Linked DNA regions of Oryctolagus cuniculus: region 1 is linked to region 2. Evidence: chromatin contacts called from public Micro-C data. All regions are on one chromosome and are shown on one strand. The core of a region is the stretch at or near the end of the contact, and the rest is flanking DNA. Distances in the headings are between cores, read along the strand shown. Region 1 holds the start of DMC1 (DNA meiotic recombinase 1). Region 2 overlaps KCNJ4 (potassium inwardly rectifying channel subfamily J member 4).

What was found. Hi-C and Micro-C count contacts between places; a contact is called where the count stands out from the background.
Region 1: a Micro-C map of ear pinna shows a contact between it and region 2, with 7 times the contacts expected there. The contact joins the promoter of DMC1 here to the enhancer-like site in region 2. A contact is called at or near these places in 2 of 6 Hi-C or Micro-C datasets (ear pinna and an unstated tissue).

Annotation. Positions count from the first base shown.
Region 1 is chr11:115,207,922-115,214,668 of mOryCun1.1, forward strand. DMC1 (DNA meiotic recombinase 1) reads right to left here and starts at 1,385. Exons shown (of 12, transcript XM_070051499.1): 1 at 1,271-1,385.
Region 2 is chr11:115,087,371-115,094,011 of mOryCun1.1, forward strand. KCNJ4 (potassium inwardly rectifying channel subfamily J member 4) reads right to left here. Exons shown (of 2, transcript XM_051845911.2): 2 at 3,811-5,848. The coding sequence starts at 5,809. The coding sequence ends at 4,481. Among named protein-coding and RNA genes, the nearest start is that of KCNJ4, 21 kb to the right of the region's middle. Within about 2 kb of position 2,096, at least 2 of the 8 cell types and tissues checked have an H3K27ac peak or open chromatin away from gene starts, as enhancers often do.

The DNA.
Region 1 (6,747 bases), core at 135-2,634, 120 kb after region 2:
GGTGCAGGGGCCCAAGGACTTGGGCCATCCTCCACTGCTTTCCCAGGCCATAGCAGGGAGCTGGATCGGAAGAGGAGCAGCCGGGACTAGAACCAACTCTCATTTGGAATGCAGGCACCACAGGCAGAGGCTTAGACCACTGCACCAAGGTGATGGACCCTCAAAAATATTTTTTTAAAAAATATGGATACCCAGTGTTACATTAGAGCCCATAAAAGTTAAATAGATTAGGGGTCAGCACTATGCCGTAGCTGGTAAAGCCACCACCTGCAGTGCCGGCATCCCATATGGGCACCAGTTTGAGTCCCGGTTGCTCCACTTCCGATCCAGCTCTCTGCTGTGGTCTGGGAAAGCAGTGGAAGATGGCCCAAGTGCTTGGGCCCCTGCACCCACCTGGGAGACCTGGAAGAAGGGCTTGGCTCCTGAGTTCGGATCGGCTCAGCTCCAGCCGTTGCAGCCATCTGGGGAATGAACCAGTGGATGGAAGACCTCTCTCTGTCTCTGCCTCTCTCTGTAACTCTTTCAAATAAATAAATAAATAAATCTTTTTTTTTTTAAGTTAAAGAGTCTTTGATTTAACACGGTAGTTTTTTTTTTTTTAAATCTTAGGAAGCTACAAGACATAACTGTGTCCATTAGAATAAAATATGGCGCAAATGCCCATTCTTTCTGGTCTATTATATTTTCTCACTTAACACCAAAGTCGGGGTGAAGCCGGACAAAGGGGGCGCGTCAAGGCAGAGAGGTGCAGCAGCCACCACGCAGTGCCTGGGAACAGCGGGTTCCATAGAAACTTCTGGAACCCCGTCCCTCGGCTATGGGTGGGATTCCCTCCAATTCCACATCAGCGGACCTCGTGGAGGGAAAATCACTCCACGCACCTGCCCGCACCAGACGGAAAGGCCGTCCCGGTGCTTCTCAAGGAACCGACCTAGCGCCGGGCCGTGGGGCGTGGCGGGGCGGCGGGGACCCTCCTCTCCCCGGGGCGTCCCCCGACCCCCGATGCTCCCGTCACGGGGCGAGACCGCCAGGGTTCCACGCGACTCAAATACGGAGGCGGGAAACGGCTGAGATCCGAGATGCCTTCCGGGCCGCGCACGGAACGCGGGTCTCCGGCCCCGGCCCCGCGACCCACGCGACCCACGCGACACCAGCTCTCGGCGCGCTCTCCCAACGCGGAGGCCCCTCAGAGCCTCACGGCCTCTCCCTTTCGGCCACCCGCTCCGCTCAGACCCACGGTGGCCCCGGACTGTCGAAGCGAATCTCTTACGCCCCCCACTCAGGCTTTCCGGCCCTCAGCTGACAGGATTCTAACGCCGACCCAGAACGCTGAGGTTTGGCGCCAAAACGGGACTCGGGCCGCGGGGCGGGGCGCAGAGGGGGCGGGGCCGGGCCGAAGGGCGGGGCGAGGAAACGGGCGCAGAGGGAGGGGGCGGGCGAGGGCCGAAGGGCGGGGCGAAGTCAAAGGGCGGCCGTGGAAAGCGGCGCAGGGCGAGGGGGCGTGGCGCAGAGCGAGGGGCGGGGCCGAGGGGCGGGGCCCGGCCGAGGGGCGGGCCGTGGAAAGCGGCGCAGGGCGAGGGGGCGTGGCGCAGGGCGAGGGGCGGGGCCCGGCCGAGGGGCGGGCCGTGGGGAGCGGGCAGAGCAAGGGGGCGGAGCTGCGGCCGAGGGGCAGGGAGCCACCGGACCTGGCGCGGGGTGGCCAGCAGCGGGGGCCGCGGGGCGCCGCGCGGGAAGTGTGCTGGGGAGGAGGAGGGTCTCGGGGCGAGGAGAGAGCTGGGGCGGCCCTGGGGCTGGGGGAGACGTCGGAGGGGCGCTGGGCTGGCCGCCCTCGGGGAGGGGAGGGGCGGAAGTGGCTGCCGGAGGCCGGAGACCCGCGGGGCCGCCTTTCCTCCCCGCCAAGGCTGGATTCGCGGTTTTTTTCCACCTTTCACGACGCTGGTTCGGGGCCCGTCCCCACCGCCTCGGAGTCCCCGGTTTCCCTCTCTGGGGCCGACGCTGTCCACTCAGGATGGAGTGTTTCCTCCTGACTGGAAGTTTTTAAGTGGCAGGACGCCCTTGAGGCTGTCGGCGTTGTAGCCCCCTCCCACCGCAGGGGACTGTCCGCCGGAGCCCACCGGAGAGCCTGTCCTCGGTCCGTGAAGGGAGCGCCCCGCGGGAGGGCCGGCTCTGCTCGGGCCCCCTTCCGCAGGCCCAGCAGCTGCGGGGCTGGATGCGGCGAGCAGAGGAGCTGCCAAGAGCGCAGCGAGATGGTGTAGGGAGCTGCACCATATGTGGCTCGGTGTAGTGACAGCTGGGGAGGAGAAGTGTTCATAATATTTGAGGGTTCTGCGCCGTGCGCTAGCGAGGGAAACTGAAGTGAGCTCGGTGCTGACAGATCCACGGGGCGAGGATGGAAATCTGCTCGCTGCGTCGTCTCCGTGGGAGCAGCGGGTTCACACTGACGTTACATGCAACTTTATATATGGCGGGTCGCTGCCCTCTCGATGGCTGTGTGCAACCCTGCCAGTGTTAAAGCAGCAGCCCTCAGGGAGTTACGAAGTGCGCACGAAAGCCTTTCTATTCAAATGAGGACCAGAAAAGCTTAGTCTTTCATATCATGCAAAAATTCTGACTATGATGAAGGTGGCATTTCAAGTCAGCGGGAAAGTGAACTCAGCGAAGTTGGAACCCCATCTGGATGGAAAATAAAAGTAGGGCCGTATTTCACTCCTTATACCAAAATATGTACCACATGGATCCAAAGATTAAATATGAACAGCATCACAAAAATACTAGAAGAAAACACGGGGCAATGTACTAACATTTCAGAATGAGGAAAATATTTTTAAATACCATGCAAAACTCAAAAGTCATAAAAGACTGAAAATATGTCTACATCTAAAAAAATATCCCATGTGGCAAATGCTGTTTTCCTATTCAACATACAGAGCACAGCTAGCCAGATCGTGTCGGTTAGTAACCGGCAATACTCGCACCGTTTGCCCACTTTTTAAAATCCTTCAGGGAGTCCACAGTTTCTCCATAAAAAATTTAAATGTTGTGTCATCTTGATGATATTCTTTATTTCTTTATTTATTTATTTTTTGACAGGCAGAGTGGACAGTGAGAGAGAGAGACAGAGAGAAAGGTCTTCCTTTGCCATTGGTTCACCCTCCAATGGCTGCCACGGCCGGCACGCTGCGGCCGGCGCACCGCGCTGATCCGATGGCAGGAGCCAGGTGCTCCTCCTGGTCTCCCATGGGGTGCAGGGCCCAAGCACCTGGGCCATCCTCCACTGCACTCCTGGGCCACAGCAGAGAGCTGGCCTGGAAGAGGGGCAAACCAGACAGAATCCAGTGCCCTGACCGGGACTAGAACCCGGTGTGCCGGTGCTGCAAGGTGGAGGAATAGCCTAGTGAGCCGCGGCGCCGGCCTTATGATATTCTTAAGACATTAAGAACAGGCGACGGGATTACAATCAAGACCTGAATTTTAAACACTACACTTTACTGCCCCTCTGTGGACAGCCACCTTATAACCGAACCTGAGTAGAATGATTCCAGTGCTATGGACGCCTCTGCCAACAGGTACCCGTGGAGTTTCAGGGCCTTCAACCTGAGAAATGCTTTCGCAGAGAATTCAAGAATGAAGGCTCGTCACAACATAAGACTTTTCACTGGTAGATTTTCCCTGAAACATGTTGAATTCATTCAGAAAAGATTCCTGGATGGCCCGCTGTGTCTCAGGCGTGGTGCTGAGTGCTGGGGGCTGGGGAATCTACAACACGACCCCAGTCCTTGAGGGATCTGGAAGGAGGTGTGTGGGAAGTTCCGGGAAGTAGAGGGAACCCTAGAGAGTGCCTCCCCTGATACACAATAATCAGTTCCCTGTGGATGTTCTCACTTTTTTTTTTTTTTTTTTGACAGGTTATAGACAGTGAGAGAGAGACAGACAGAAAAGTCTTCCTTTCTTTGGTTCACTCCCCAAGTGGCCGCTACAGCCTGTGCTGCACCGATCTGAAGCCAGGAGCCAGGTGCTTCCTCCTGGTCTCCTATGTGGGTACAGAGGCCCAAGCACTTGGGCCATCCTCCACTGCCCTCCTGAGCCACAGGAGAGAGCTGAGTGGAAGAGGAGCAACTGGGACTAGAACTCAGTGCCCATATGGGATGCCGGCGTAGCATGCGGAAGATTAACCAAGTGAGCCTCGGCGCCGGCCCCTGTTCTCACTTTTCTACAGTCGTGGGACCGCGATGCAATAGCAAAGGGAAATGAGAGAGACTGAGTGCTCCAGAGAGATTTAGACACTTACGCGCCTTCTCTGGAGCCATTTGCTTCCATCCTAGAGGAAACAAAACTTAAAAACACACTTACTGGGTTTGGTGCTGTGGCGTAGTGGGTAAAGCCGCTGCCTGCAGTGCCGGCATCCCATATGGGCGCCAGTTCTAGTCCCAGCTGCTCCACTTCCGATCCAGCTCTCTGCTGTGGCCTGAGAAAGCAGTAGACGATGGCCCAAATCCTTGGGCCCTTGAAACCAAGTGGGAGACCCAGAGGAAGCTCCTGGCTTCAGATAGGCTTAGCTGTGGCTATTGGGGAGTGAGCCAGTGGATGGAAGACCTCTCTCTCTGCCTCTCCTCTCTCTGTGTAATTCTGACCTTTAAATAAATAAATCAATCTTTAAAAAAAAAAAAAAAGAAAAGAAAAGAAAAGAAAAACACACCCTCCGCTTGGAGACAGTTGCCGCGATTGTAAAACCTAAGGGCTTTCACTGCGCTCCCTGGAGAGTGTTACAGCGTCACGGTCTCCCCCATCCCTTCCCCGGGGCAGGAGACCAGGCACAGCAGCTGCCCTACCTGAACTGCTAGCCCCGTATTTCAGGGTTCTTTTCCTGTGGTGAAATCTGCCCCTATTGCATCACCTTGTGAGGGATGAGGCTGTGGGGAGCCAGAGCGAAGGTGCTCAGTGACCATTAACTGGTTACTCTCTGATCCAGTGAGAATACGTAATACAGGGGAACTTCAAAGAGTTTGTGAAAAGGGACCTGAAAGATGTTTATTTTCGTGGAAAAACTGAAGTCCTTGCATTAAAAAAAAAAGATTTATGTAGTTGAGCAGCAGAGTTACAGAGAGAGAGGGAGAGGCAGGGAGAGACCTGCTTGTTCACTCCCCAAATGGCCACAGCAGCCAAGGCTGGGCCACGAGGAAGCCAGGAGCTGGGGCCTCCATCCGGGTCTCCCACGTGGGTGCAGGGGACTAAGCACTTGGGCCATCCTCCACTGCTTTTCTAGGCCCATTAGCAGGGAGCTGGATCGGAGCGGAGCAGCCGGGACTGGAATCAGTGCCCATGTGGGATGCTGTAGTTGCTACTGCAGCTTAACCTGCTGCACCAAAACACCAGACTCCATAAGATACATTCTTTCTTTTAATTTAATAATTTTATTTATTTTAAAATATTTTTAAAGATTTATTTATTTGTTTGAAAAGCAGAGTTACAGAGAGGCAGAGAGAGAGAGAGAGAGGTCTTCCATCTGCTGGTTCACTCCCCAAATGGCAACAATGGCTGGAGCTGAGCCCATCTGAAGCCAGGAGCCAGAAACTTCTTCCAGGTCTCCCATGCTGGTGCAGGGGCCCAAGGACTTGGGCCACCCTCCATTGCTTTCCCAGGCCGCAGCAGAGAGCTGGATGGGAAATGGAGCAGCTGGCGCCCATGTGGGATGCCAGCACTGCAGGCGGTGGCCCCTTATGTCCCCATCAGACCAAATGTCCCTGGTTTCTGCCACTTACATCACCTAGGTGTGTGTCACAGTGGTGCCCAGCAGTGAGCACGGGGTTCCAGACGTGATCTGCGCAGTGAAGAGTAATGGGAGGGGCCAGTGCTGTGGCGCAGTGGGTTAAAGCCCTGGCCTGAAGTGCCGGCATACCACATAGGCGCTGGTTCTAGTCCCAGCTGCTCCACTTCCAATCCAGCTCCCTGCTATGGGCTGGGAAAGCAGTGGAAGATGGCCCAAGTCCTTGGGCCCCTACACCCGCGTGGGAGACCTGGAAGAAGCTTCTGGCTCCTGGCTTCAGATTGGCTTAGCTCCACCCGTTGCGGCCATCTGGGGAGTGAACCAACGGATGGAAGACCTCTCTCTCTGTCTCTACCTCTCTCTGTAACTCTGTCTTTCAAATAAATAAAATAAATCTTTAAAAAAAAAAAAGTAATGGGAGAGTGGAGCAGCCGGGACTCGAACTGGAGCCCATATGGGATGCCGGCACTGCATTTACCTGCTACACTACAGTGCCAGCCCCTATAATGACTCTTGAGTCCTTATAAATATTTCATAGTTTTGAAAAATCTTTGATCTTTCAACTAAAAATACCTGGTCAGCTATAAACTTTAATTGGAATCACATAACCAGGCTGTTAAAGCCTTGGGTTTGAGGACACAGGTCAGGATAACAGGGAGTAGAGGGCAAGCATTTGGCCAAGCGTTAAGACGTTTGCATCCCAAATCACCGTGTGGGTTTAAGTCCCACGTCTGGCTCCTGACTCCAGCTTCCTGCGTTCATGACGCAACCTTGAGAGGCAGTGGCGATGGCTCAAGTGGTGGGGTCCCTGCCACCATGGGGGACACCTGGGCTGCATTCCCAATTCCTGGCTTCCACCCCGGCTTCAGCCCCAGCCCATCTACGGCAGGCATGAGGGGAGTGAACCAGTGGGTGGGAACTCTGTCTCTATCAGATTAATTTTAAACAGTTTAAAAAGGAATGAGATCTGCAGCTGGGAACCA
Region 2 (6,641 bases), core at 846-3,345:
GGCAGAGAGAGAGAGAGAGAGAGAGAGAGAGAGGTCTCCAATCCGCTGGTTTAATCCCCAAATGGCCACAATGGCCAGAACTGTGCCTATCTGAAGCCAGGAGCCAGGAGCTTCTTCCGGGTCTCCCACATGGGTGCAGGGGCCCGAGGACTTGGCCATCTTCTACTGCTTTCCCAGGCCATCAGCAGAGAGGTGGATCAGAAGCGGAGCAGCCGGGTCTCGAACCGGCGCCCATATGGGATGCCGACTCTGCAGGCCAGGGCATTAACCCGCTGTGCCACAGTGCCAGTCCCTAAAGTTGGCTTTTTTAAAATTTGAGAAGCACAAAGAGAGACAGACACAGCTCCCACCCACCGGTTCATTGTGCAATGTTACAACAGCTGGACACTGGGCTGGGCCGAAGCCAAGAGCCAAGGAGCTCCACTCAGGTCTCCCACGTGGGTGGCAGGGGCGCACCTGCTCGAGCCCCCACTTGCTGTCTCCCAGGGGCAGCGGCCGGACACTGGAGTCGGGAGAGGAACTGCGACTCCAGCCCAGGCACTCCGATAGAGGGCGCAGATCAGAGATACACAGCGGTGTCTTTTCACAGAGAGGTCTTCCACCTGCTGGTTCACTCCCCAGATGGCCTCAGTGTCCAGCACTGGACCAAGCTGAAGCCAGGAGCCAGGGGCTCCATCAGGGTCTCCCACGTGGGTGCAGGGGCCCGAGCACTTGGGCCATCCGCCGCTGCTTTTCCCAGGCCGTTAGCAGGGAGCTGGGTTGGGAGTGAAGCAGCCAGGGCTCGAACCGGCGCCCGTATGGGATGCTGGCGTCACAGGCGGCAGCTTTACCCACTACGCCACAGCGCCGGCCCCTAGTGCTGTCCTCATGCCCACCCCTGAAGCTTGTGTTTACAGAGAGGCTGGCAAACGTTCCCTGGAATCCCGACAGCCTTTATAGTTAGCGCTTAGCCCAAGCAAACGGCCACAAGGGGGACAAAGCTGCCCCCAGATGGTCATCGGAGGGCTTGGATGGAGAGGAGGAAGCACCGGGGCTCTGCAGTGGGGGAAGGGTGAGGCCGCAGAGCTCAGTCCCGGGCCGGCCTCGCGCAGGGACCCGTGCCCTGTGCTCTCCGCTTCAGAATGTCTTCCTTCGACCTTCGAGCTTGTGTTTTGCAAGTGAACTTCACAGCACACGTGTGAGCAGAGGAGGAACTCCGAAGCGAGGAAAAGCACAAGATTTTACTGCTTTTCACGGCTCTGTTTACTTGGTTATCGAACAAGAATTCCACACCTCCCATCTAGCGTGGGCCCCACGAATGACGTAGCTGGTCCTGTGTGGAGCCGTGGGAAGGTCGCTGGGCTGGGGGCCGGGAGGCCTGGGTTCAAGGTGCCCGCATTCCGGGGCTCGGGCTGCCCCCAGGACCCGTCAGAGGCCCCTGAGCCCTGTGATCTCGGGGCACGATGTCCTCATGGAAGACTCCGCCGGTGCGCAGCAAAGTCACGACCCAGGAAATGCAACCCAGGAAGAAGGAGTCCTGGTCATGGCCGCTGACCTGAGAGGACTCAGAGAGACCAGGAGGGAGCAGCCCTGGGCGCAGTGCCCTGCTGACCTCCCCCGGATGTCCTTCTGTTTCACCGTGAGGCGTTTAAACGCCTAAGGAAAGGAGGTTTCCAGAAACAGCGGGGGGTAGGAAGCCACAGTGAATTCGCAAGGCTGGTGTCTGGGGGGGCTGTGGGCAAGCAGCTGACTGTCAGCTTCCCCCAGACCACACCCTCTTCCTGCACCCCCCCCCGCACCCCTCCCAGCTCCCCTTCTTCCACTCCCTGGGGGCTGTGACTGAGCGGGAGGGGCCAGGGCAGGGCAGGGCAGGGCAGGGCAGTGGGGGGCAAGCGGCTGGGCCCCTGCAGCCTGCAGCCCCATAGCTGAGGCTTGATTTATGCCCACAGCGCAGCGCCACGGCTGCCAGGGGAGATCGGGGAGCGGCACACGCGGGAGCAGGGAGCAGAGCGGGAGGCAGGTGGGAGGGCTGTGAACGGGGAGCAGGTGGGAGAGGGAAGGTGAGTCAGCTCTGAGCGGAGGGAGCGGCAGAATCTGGGGCGGAGCCGCTCCGTGCAGCCGCGCCCTGCGCCCGCCTGTGCTCCACTCTGCAGCTCTGCACCCCGCCCCCTCAGTGCCTCCCTGGCGCTCAGGAGCTCTTGGCTTTGCCCCTCCTGCGTCCCGCAGGTCGCCTTGCTGTGACTGGCCGGAGAGCCAGGGGTGTCTGAGCAGGTGGCAAACGGGGGCCAGGATGTTGGGGAGGGACCTTGAAGGGGCCCCGTAGCTCTGGGTGTGGTGGGGGCCCCGCAGGGTGGGCCCCATGTGCCCTGGGGTCTGAGTCCAGGAGCACCTGAGCCCGAGTCCTCTGTGGGTGCTGCTCGGCGCAGCCTTACGGAGAACCCAGCAGGCAGGGGCAGGGGGGCGAGACCGGCCAGGGCTTGCCAGGCCTGCAGTGCTGGAGAGAGGGGCCGGGGCTCCCAGGTGAGAGCCTGAGGGGGTCTCCCCAGGCAGAGGGTGGAAGGGCGTCGTCCCCCCCGCCCCAGTAGCCCTGCCCCAGCCAAGTGCACGCTGGGAAGTCAGGTGGGGGCAGCCCCTGCTGGAGGCACGGAGAGCAAAGTGGAAGCAGCCCCTCTGCCTCCGGTCTCCCGGCCCTGGCTCCTGAGCCCCCACCTCCTCCCCTGCCCAACGAGACCTCTTGGGGTCTGGGATGAGTTCGGGGAACTGAGGGAGGTGAGAGGTGCACCCAGGTATTTGGGTGGGACTTGGAGGCCCCTGGTGAGACTGTTGCCAGGCACGCCGGGTGCACGGTGCCCGTGCTGGTCTTTCAGAGTGGCCCCTCCCCGGGAGCTCGCCTGCTGGCTCCTGAGGTAGGGGATTCCCGGGGGCAGGGACGGTGCCCTCTGCCTCCTTACAGCCCGGATGCTGGGCGTGTGGCTGGCACGTGGGACAGGGCTGGAGCTGGAAGGGCCCCTCGACTTAGGGCTCCTGCGGTGGGCGGGGTCCATTCCCCACCCTTTGAATCTGGGCAGGGCCTTGTGACCTGGATAGGCCACTGGAACCCAGTGGCAGTTCTACAAGTTCAGAGACCTGACAGCCTCTGCCTTTGCCCTCAAAGGCTGCTGCACCGAGGTGCCCAAGGTGGCTGCTGGAGGAGGAGAGACCCCTGGAGGAGGACCAAGGACCCCAGCCAGCAAACAGCCAGGCCGTCCAGCTGAGCACAGCGGCCGCAGGGAGCTCGGGAGAAACCAGGGTGGGAGCCCTGAGTGAGTGCTTGTGACCCAGCCCAGGACCGCGGAGGCCCAGGGAGGGGAGCGCCTCCTGGAGACCCCACAGCAGGGCAGGGACCAGCCGCCCGCTGCTCCTGGAGCCCGTGTGACCACGGTGGCCGGCGTCAGGTCCCCTCCCCCACTGCCCCCACCCCGGTTAGGAGGGCTGCCTGTCACCCCGCCAGGCTCTCCCAGGAGGTAATAACTCAGCTTCGACTCCGGCACGGGCTCTGTGGTGCCGACGGGAGCCTCCCCAGTAGCTCCCAGGGGGAGAACGCAGGTGACAAGTCCCCCATGGTCAGTGTCTGAGGACGGGCCACACACGTGCACGTGCACGACACACGTGGGTACACACTTACACATGGGCATGTACGCATCCCGCAGGCACACACACAAGCATGAACACAAACACGCACACACACACACACACATACGCGTGCGCGTGCTGGTACAGGCACGCACAGACACGCTCCCAAATGCTCTCTCTCCTTCTTTCTCACCCCTCCGTCTACAACCAGCCTACCCCTCCTGGACCATATACTTTATTAAAAATATATAGTTACAAACTCCACTGTCAGTCTTGGCTGGGCCTGGGAGCCTGGAGGGACCACGAGGAGGGAGGGAAGGGCCCTCCCCCTTGCCCCTTGGGGTCCTCCCTCTGCACCCAAACCCAGAGCCATCCAGGGGCCAAGACGGCCGGCCCCGAGGGCCGCACGGGGCCAGCCGGGCAAGGGCAGGCGCTGGGCTGGAGGGGCGGGGCGGGGCGGGGTGCGCGGATCGGGACTGCATCTCCTCGTCCTGCAGGTAGAAATGGCAGAAGGTGGATGGGTGTCTCCGTGTCTCTCCCTTTTAAATATTTACAAAACACGGTCATGAGCAACAGGCCACAGTCATGCAAAGAAAAAGCAGCCCCCCGCCCTCCCCCCACCGAAGCCCCTGCCCCCCCAAGGACCCCACGATGCCGCCTCCCCCTCCCCCCCGCAGCAGTCCGGGGCATGTCCTGCAAGGGTCAGTGCGGGGAGCACAGTGGGTCTGGGGGCCCGGAGCCGCCCGTGGGTGGGCGCTGGGGGACCCTGGGCCCTCTCCCAGGCCCGGGCTCTGGAGTGCACAGGAATGGACTCTGCCAGTCTCGGAAGCCCCCCACCCCACCCCCGCGCCTTCGTGCCGAAGGTCCTCGGAGCCCTGAGCGTGGGAGGTCAGATGGCCGACTCCCTGCGGTAGGAGACGTTGTCCAGCGGGAGCGTGGCCTGCATGCGCTCCAGATCCAGGTGGCTCCCGAACTCCAGCATGTGTATGATGCCCGCCTCCTCCTTGGAGCCCGCCTCCAGGCCCAGGCCCGCGGCCACGGCTGCCGCGGCCACCGCCTCCTCCTCCATCTCCTCTTCCTCCTGGCTCATGAGGGCCAGCTCGTTCTCGTAGCAGAAGGCACTGGGCGGGGGCGGCGGGGCGGGCAGCACGGTGATCTTGCTCTCCTGTAGCTCCCGGGCCGAGCAGCAGGGCGTGCCGGCCACCTCGTAGGTCTTGTGGAAGCGGGAGTAGTCCACCTTGTAGTGGCTCTTCTCCTCGAAGACCACCGGCTCGAAGCGGTGGCCCCACAGGATCTCGCTGGCCAGGTAGGAGCTGCGGGCCTGCGTGGTCATGGCCGTGGCCTCCACCATGCCCTCGAGGATGACCACGATCTCGAAGTCCTCGGACTCCAGCTCCTCCTTGCCCATGCCGTACAGCGGGCTGTCCTCGTCGATCTCGTGCACGATGATGATGGGCGAGACCAGGAAGATGCGGTCCAGGCCGATGTCGTAGCCCACGTTGAGGTCCCGCTGGTCCAGCGGCAGGTACTCGCCCTCCTGGGTCATGTAGGGCTTGATGAGCTGGGCCCGCACGTGCGCCTCCACGATGTGGCTCTTGCGCAGGTTGCCCACGCGCCACATCAGGCAGAGCTTGCCGTCGCGCACCGAGATGACCGCGTGGTGGCTGAAGAGCAGCGTCTGCGCCCGCTTTTTGGGCCGCGCCATCTTGGCCATGATGGTGCCAATCATGAAGGAGTCGATGACGCAGCCCACGATGGACTGGACCACCACGGCGATCACGGCCAGCGGGCACTCCTCCGTCACGCACCGGAAGCCGTAGCCGATGGTCGTCTGGGTCTCCACCGAGAACAGGAAAGCGCCCAGGAAGCCGTTCACATGCATAATGCAAGGCTTGGGGGCCGCTGAGGCCGTGCCGCCCGCCGGGCCCCCCGCCGCGGGCACCGCCGGGCCGGCCTCCAGGTCGCCGTGGAAGAAGGCGATGCACCAGAAGAGGAGGCCGAAAAAGAGCCAGGAGACAAGGAAGGCCGCGGAGAAGATCATGAGCATGTAGCGCCAGCGCGTGTCCACGCACGTGGTGAAGATGTCGGCCATGTAGCGCTGAGACTTGTTGCTCAGGTTGGCAAAGTACACGTTGCACTGGCCGTTCTTCTTGACGAAGCGGTTGCGGCGTTTCCGCCGGGGCACGTGGGCCTGCCCGTTGCGGCTGTGCCCGTGCATGTCCTGAGGCCGGCGTGGTCACCTGGGAAGACGCAGGGCCTGCAGGGGAGGAGAGGCGGGCAGGTGAGTCGCTGGGCAGCATGAGAGAGACGCCTGTCCAGGGAGGCCCAGCCGGGATCCGAGCCCACGGCTCCCCACCTCACCCCCGCAGCGGCGGGGTGTGGGAGGGGCATGCGATGCCGCGGTGGCTCCTAGGACGGGGCCCCAGCCAGCGCCCCCCAAGGCCGGCCCAGCTCTGGGATTGGAGTCCCCCCAGCTGGGCAGACAAGACCACCAGGATGTAGTTCCAGGAGCCAGTCTCCCAAAGGCTGCCCTCGGCCCCACCTTGGTTCCTGTTCCAGATGCTTCCCCGGGGCTGCCTGGCCCGGCTCTGCTCCGGCTCTGCTCCCTGGTTTCAGCCCCTGCCTCTGGTCTCTTGGGGGCTGAGCGGCCTCCTTTGCTGCCCCTCGCAGTAGCCACTGACCCCCGTGGCTCTCTGCAGCGAACTGGCCTTGTCCCACATCAGGGGGTCTGGGTTCGATCCCTGGCTCCAACTTCTCACTGATGCACACCCTGGGCGGCAGTGGTGATGGCTCAAGTCAGTGGGTTCCTGCCGCCCACCGCCCACCGCCCACCGCCCACCGGGGAGACCTGGCTGGAGTCCCTGGCTCCCGGCTTCCGCCAAGGTGGGTATTTGAGAAGTAAAGTAATGGGTGGGGGCCCTGCCCGCTCTCTCAGATATGTGAGAATCTGGCTAACCTCATACCCTCGTCTGCACTGGCACATCTCAGAGCACTCACAGCCACACGGGCAGAAAGACACAAACTTCCCCCACCGCTGCAGATTGACGGCA